Linked DNA regions of Sus scrofa: region 2 is linked to region 1. Evidence: chromatin contacts called from public promoter capture Hi-C data. All regions are on one chromosome and are shown on one strand. Each heading gives the region's core, a stretch centred on a gene start, on an enhancer-like site or on the middle of the called end of the contact. The rest is flanking DNA. Distances are from core to core; before and after follow the strand shown. Region 1 overlaps EXOC2 (exocyst complex component 2). Region 2 holds the start of EXOC2 (exocyst complex component 2).

Region 1 (3,037 bases), core at 305-2,804:
ACTTATAGGCAGAAATTACAACATAAAATATACCTTTGTACAGAAATGTATACATACAATTTTAATTTATGCACAGAGAAATTATGTTATGAACATACAAACTTAATTCATAGATAATGTCTGTCCCTCAATCACTCTCCTGTCGTGGACGTTACGGCCTCAATTAAATGCGGGGAGTTCGTAAGCTCTGAGTGTAACTGGGTGATTCGATCCAATGACAAAATAAAAGAGTGAAGACGGAGAGACGTCACCTGCAGCTCTGCCAGCCACGCTCGCCGCGTGGACTCTGAGGCGACCAGGAAGGGGGGCAGCTGCTGCCTCCAGGATCGGAGCCGCAGGCGGCCCCGCACGCAGCGCCCAGGGGGGTGGGCGGCCACATGCTGCCACCGAGAGGCGCGGTCAGGCAGCCCTGGGCTCGTCCGGGCCTGCAGGCGGTTGCTTCCCCTCGTGGGGACAGTGCCGTCCTGGTCTTGATGGCAGACACACACCGGGCCTGACAGCAGCGACACTGGCCTCAGCTGGGCCGGCAGCCAGCGAGGTCTTCCTCAGCGTGAGGAGGCGCAAGGATGGACCTGGGCCCCGGGGCAGGTGCGGTCAGTCAGAGGAAGACAGACGCCGCCGGCATCACGAGCCGTGGCGCCTGCAAAACTGAGCCCTTGGACACAGGGGAGGCGGGTCAAAGGGTCCCGACCCCCGGCACCAGGAGGACTGGGTCTGGGATGGACGCAGGGCACCGGGAGCACAGTCACAACACTCTACTGCAGCTTCAAAGGCTCTTTGATGCTCTCGCCCCAAAGAGATGGCACTGGGCGGCGGGGGGTGGTGGTGGGGGTGGTCACGTGGCATCACATGCGTGAATCCCCCCGGCACTCTGTGCACCTTACACCCGCGATGGCGCTTGTCACTTGCGTCTCCCCAGAGCCGGAAGAAGCCGGGCAGACAGGTCTCTGCACCAGTCAAACTCACACCTGCCGATTGACCTTACGTCTCAACAACGAAAAAAATGGCCAGGAACCCGTCATCTAGAAAAGCCAGTCATGTACTGCTGGTGCCTGCTAACGGCAAGCATGTTTACTCAAGTAGATACGAAGCCCTCTCTTGTCCCTTTTGATGGCACTGGCCCCTGACACCGGGGCCACAGACGCGATGTGTTACCTGTGCGTCTGCTTGGTGTGAGCGGGGGCGGGGGACAGGATCCCAGGGTGGATGAACTCTGAGGTATACACTGAAAACGGACACTTAAATTCACAGCAAAACCAGGACACAGAGACCCAACAACCCAATGCTGTGTGTCTCACTCCTCTTAATAGGCTCCAGAAAAGAGCCACAGGAAGCCACCTGGAATGGGGTGACATTACATGAACCACGTATCACCAGAGTCACCCCTGCTTGTTCACAGAGCCAGGCCTGGGGTTCCCGGCACCAAAGAGTGAGCCCACAGCCAGCACTTTGCAGGAGAGACGGGGACAAGGCACCAGCACTGCTTTCAGAGCTGTCATTCCCACCTCCTCCCGCCTGGGTCTGGGAAGTGCACCGGGGTGGCTGGAAATCAATGGCAACGGGAAAATTTATGCCAAGGCCAATACTGGGTTCGTTTTTCTTTCCTTTTTTTGGAGTACCGGTTGTTTAAACATTTACTCCTGCGCAAGAGTCAGCTCCTTCGAAAACGGGACCTTCACGGGCAATCCTTAGTGTGTTCAGCCCTCGGTCTCTCTTTTCGTTTCACACGTAGCACTTGGGGAAATCGTTCAATCCTGGCGACTCTCACGTCTACAGCTCAAGATGTGTCCTCTAGCTTAAGAACCATCTTCACTAGACAAACAATTTTTTTTCGAATTCACTTATCACAAAGAAAGCCTTTCTTCTTAGCCAACCACAGATGAACTCCTGTTTTCCCAGGGAGGTGATTCACTCAGCCCCTTGCTGTTTATAGGAGACCCCAGGAGAGCAGGTGAGACATCCCAGCATCATCCTAAGGGACCGTCTTAGTCCTTCAATGAACCCTGCCAGCAGAGCTAGGGGTGGCCATCAGGACTTGGGGTGCAGGAAGAGAACCCGAGGCCGGGGGTCAGACTTCAGCACGGAGGATGGCGGAGGAAAGATGCCAGGTGGACAATCAACTCGCAGGCCCTGGGGTTACCTGCCTTTGGGAAGAGCTGTGAAAAAGGATGACAAGAACGAAGACGCCACAGGAGGAGCCAGAAAGTCTGAGCATGCAAGGGCCCCTCCTGCCCAGGAGGAAGCAGGGCTAAGGGGCTTACACAGCCAATATCCAGCACCTGCTCCGTGTGGATGCTGCTCTGCAAAACTTGCTATTAGTTCTTCTAAAATCCTGATGGTGCTAAGAGCATGTGTTAATTCTTAAATCATTGAAACCTGCTCACGTACACCCACATGAACAGGCACTTGCTGTTATCTGCATTTTACAATGCAGGCACTGAGATACAGCGAGGTTATTCAACTTGCTCACTGGGGCACAGCTGGAAAGCTGTGGGAGCAAGGAGGACAGTGGCAGTCTGACGCTGGGGAATCACACACTCAGAAAGTGACAAATCAAACCAGCTTTTCCCCTCTACCCCCTCCTCGTGCCCCAAAGCTGCTCCTCCCTCCGCAGAAGCAGCCGGAAGCCCGGAGGTCACCAGGACTTCGCTCTTTTTCTTACTCCCACTCCACCTGGTGACCAAAGGCTCACTCTGACCTCATGACCTCTCTGGCAGAAGGCCCCAGCCCCGACCCTTCCATCTGCACTGCGCACCTCTGCCGAGCCTCCCCCGGTCTCTGACCAGTACTCTGCCAATCCACTCTCTGGACGGACAGCAGAATGATTTTTAAAAGTTCACAGTGTGACTTCCTTACTTCAGACCCTCCCTTGGCTCACCTTAGCCCTAGGACAAGGACAACTTCCACAGCACGGCACGGAAAGCTCGTGACGGGGACCTGGCAGCCTCGCCCCCACTTGCGCACGCCGGCTGCACTCAGCCCCCATCCTGGACCACAGCGCCTCCACCCCGAGGTCAGCGCCTTCCTCCCCCCACTG
Region 2 (3,037 bases), core at 302-2,801, 61 kb after region 1:
AGTACTAATTTCATTTCTCATCAGATTCATATATCCAGCTCTCAAATATTTGTGGAATGAATGAAAATTTAACTTTGGAGGTGAATAATCATCTTTAGAGAAGTATCATTTTCAAAATAATATTCAGTTCAGGAAATTAAGTACCTGAAAAGAAGAAAAAGTCACTTTCTGAAACTTCCAAGAGTTGTTCCAAGTTACATTGGGGGATCCGCTGTTTAAAATTACAGAGTTTCTACTTAACCAAACAGAAAGAACATTTAAGTACTAAGCCCACATCATCCTCTTTCTATTACCTCCTTTTGAGTCAACAACTTTTAACACAAATGTTCCTTGGGAAGCTTTTGGCTTCCAGTTCCTGTGTCGTTACACAAAGCCTGGCCAGAGTATAATCAAAATATTATTGTGCATTGGAAGAGGGGTCCACATGACCTCAACTAAAACTAGCTTTCACTATAGAGCACCCGAATGACTTAATTTAAATGTGGTTTTTACAATACTTTTTAAGTTTTCCTTGTAAGTTTACTCATTTTTTTAAACAAGTGACACACGTCTTCTTCAGCGACTAAGAAACGCTTTAGCGATTAAGAAAAGCTTCCTTCCATTCAGACAAGCTCTTTCGCGAACTGTTCCTTGCCCTTCTGGGCAGGCCCAGGCTGGAAGGAGAAAGAGAGCACAGGTTCGGATGCTCTCACTACGCTGCCTCCGCCGCTGCTAAACAATGAGTAACTGCCCGGCTTCACACTAGTTCCGTAACCACCCTGATCTAACGCTTCCTCGCCAGTGAAATGGGCACAACACAATCAATCTGTAAAAACAGTGACGGCACCCGGGAGAGCTCTCCAGTGGTGCAACCTAAGAAACAAGCAAAGCCTGCCTCTTCCTCGCTCTTCACCCGTAAATTCTCAAGCCTTGCGCAGTGACAGGTAAGGACGCAAGCAGGGCCAAGTGCAACCTCCCGCTGCGGGCCGGCACTCCCAAGGCCCACGCCGGGCTTCCAGGCAGGGCTCCGCGACGCCCGCAGGCGCCCCTCCGCACCGTAAGGGCTGCAGAGCGGCGCGAGGCCGACGGCGGTGGCTAGCCCTCCCGCCTGCACCCCCGGCGGGCCCTCAGCCAGGACCTCGGCCCCCACACCTACCTGCAGACAGGCAGGCACGGACCCAGCGCTCAAGCAGGAGACCCCGGGCCGAGGCCGCCCAGCCTTCAGCGCCCTCACTTCCGCCGCCGGAGCGCCGAAGGCGTCGATCCGCCGCGCAGTCGAGCGCCGAACGCCGGATGGCCGCGGTTTGGGGGCTGGATGGGGGCGGGAGTTGGGAGACCGGCGGGAGCGAAGGACCCGGCCGCGACTCCGACCCTCTGGAGCCCCGGGCTGACACTCGGGGACCGTGGCCTCGCGGCCCCCTGAGCGTGGGCACCGTTCGGGTTCAGCCGGCAGGCACCGCGGGGCGTTGGCCTCGAACACAGAAAGGCGCCCGTCCAGACCCAGCCAGAGGGAACGGGTTGCCTGACAGCGGACGGCCCCCCGCGGCCCGGCCGGAAGTGACGCGCCTCCCGGGGAAGCGGCGGAAGCGGAAGGGCCTGCGGTTTTCCGGCCTTTGGGTTGAGGGGGAAGAGCCGCGCGCCCGGTGTTCCGGAGTGAGCGGTGGCGAGCCCTGGCGGTGGCTGCTCCTGTGCCCCGCCGCTGCTCCTCTCCTCTCGGCTCTGCGCGTTACCCCAGCGCGTAGTCCCAGCGGACACCGGGCCTCGCGAATAGAGTAGCCGAAGGGGCAGCGATGGAGCTGCGCGCTGCGTGCGTCCTCTGGACGCCGAGGCCAAGGTGCTGCCGGTGGACGGTGGCTTCCCTCCCTGCAGTCAGCCAGCCATTGGGTGGCAAGGGAGTTGGCTCAGACCTAGATGCAGATGTGGGTTCGGCTTAGTCTTCCTGGCCTGCAAGGGCTCTGGCAAGCATCACTGCAGTTGCTCACAGTGTCTGATTTATCGTCATGGAATTTCCCCTTTAATCGCCTCGAGCAGGGACCCCCTTGAGAGTGAGTAGGGTTTGACAAAAGAGACAGTAACACAGGAGGCACAGTTTCTGCCCCAACATCACACACTCAGAAGCTGCCACCCTGGTAGAACATTAGAACGGCCTCAAAGGCACAGCTGTGGCTCTGGCTTGGGGTAACATTTTGCAGGGTTGCTATGCTGTTCTATGGGATGCAGGAGGTATTTTGAACCTTATAGCGTGTGATGCTTTGTCTGAAGTAGAACCCTGACACCTGCGGCAGCAAATGATGCTCTGCCAGGGGACAAAATGTTCCACTAAATCTAAAGACTCTTCTCATTCAGGAGGCAAGAATGACCTTTATAACCAGGAGGAAGTAGGGACAGGAAGGATTACTTCTGGGCACTCACTGGGCAGCTTTCCGTGCCTGGTGATATCAGCAACCTTGGCCTGATGGGGGCATGGCAACCAGGGGCTCAGACCCAAGAGGGACAAAAGTCTGGTCACATCATCAAGCAAGCAGTCTGGGTCAGCAAAAGTGCTGGTGGAAGGTGAGGGAGCCCAGAGGGAGTGACAGGAAGATGCTGAGGATCTCTATGGGCCCAAGACCAACTGCAGAGGAGCCCATAGCTCAGCCCATCACCACTCCTGATGTGGGTGTGACATCGGCATGAGGAGCCAGCGAGAGGGCCAGAGAACACAACAGCAGGGCCCACCAGAGCCCACCCACACCTGTCCTGCTCTCTGAAAGCTGCTTTCTGGGAAACCTGCTCCCTGTGCCTCGGGGCTTCCTTCCTGGACGCATGGTAACCCCAAAGCACCCGAGGGCTCCCTGGCTCAGAAGCAGGCTTCTGAGCAGAAGAGGGGCAGGGAGGTGGTGTAGAACTCCAGCTGCCTGGCTCCCCGTGGCTGTGAGGCATGGTACCCAGCGTGCCCAGAGGCTGGGCCCCAGTGCCCCACACCTCTTCTTGCTTCCTCCCCTTTCCTGCCGGGCACCCCCATCCCCTCCTGCTGTTTCCTAGTCTCACCTCCCAAGTTAACTACTAGCTTCAAAAC

Evidence for each region. Promoter capture Hi-C pulls out the DNA fragments that hold promoters and counts their contacts.
Region 2: a contact with region 1 is called in a promoter capture Hi-C map of liver, with 5 times the contacts expected there. The contact joins the promoter of EXOC2 here to the enhancer-like site in region 1. A contact is called at or near these places in 1 of 5 promoter capture datasets (liver), 6 of 47 Hi-C or Micro-C datasets (alveolar macrophages, embryonic fibroblasts, fetal heart ventricle and 3 more) and 2 of 2 datasets of contacts at active chromatin or transcription factors (alveolar macrophages and skeletal muscle).

The regions. Positions count from the first base shown.
Region 1 is chr7:278,942-281,978 of Sscrofa11.1, forward strand. The region is part of intron 7 of EXOC2 (exocyst complex component 2); the gene reads right to left. Among named protein-coding and RNA genes, the nearest start is that of EXOC2, 61 kb to the right of the region's middle. Within about 2 kb of position 1,555, at least 4 of the 83 cell types and tissues checked have an H3K27ac peak or open chromatin away from gene starts, as enhancers often do. A contact at or near this core is called in liver, where this site is marked.
Region 2 is chr7:339,919-342,955 of Sscrofa11.1, forward strand. EXOC2 (exocyst complex component 2) reads right to left here and starts at 1,552. Exons shown (of 29, transcript XM_003128146.5): 1 at 1,136-1,552.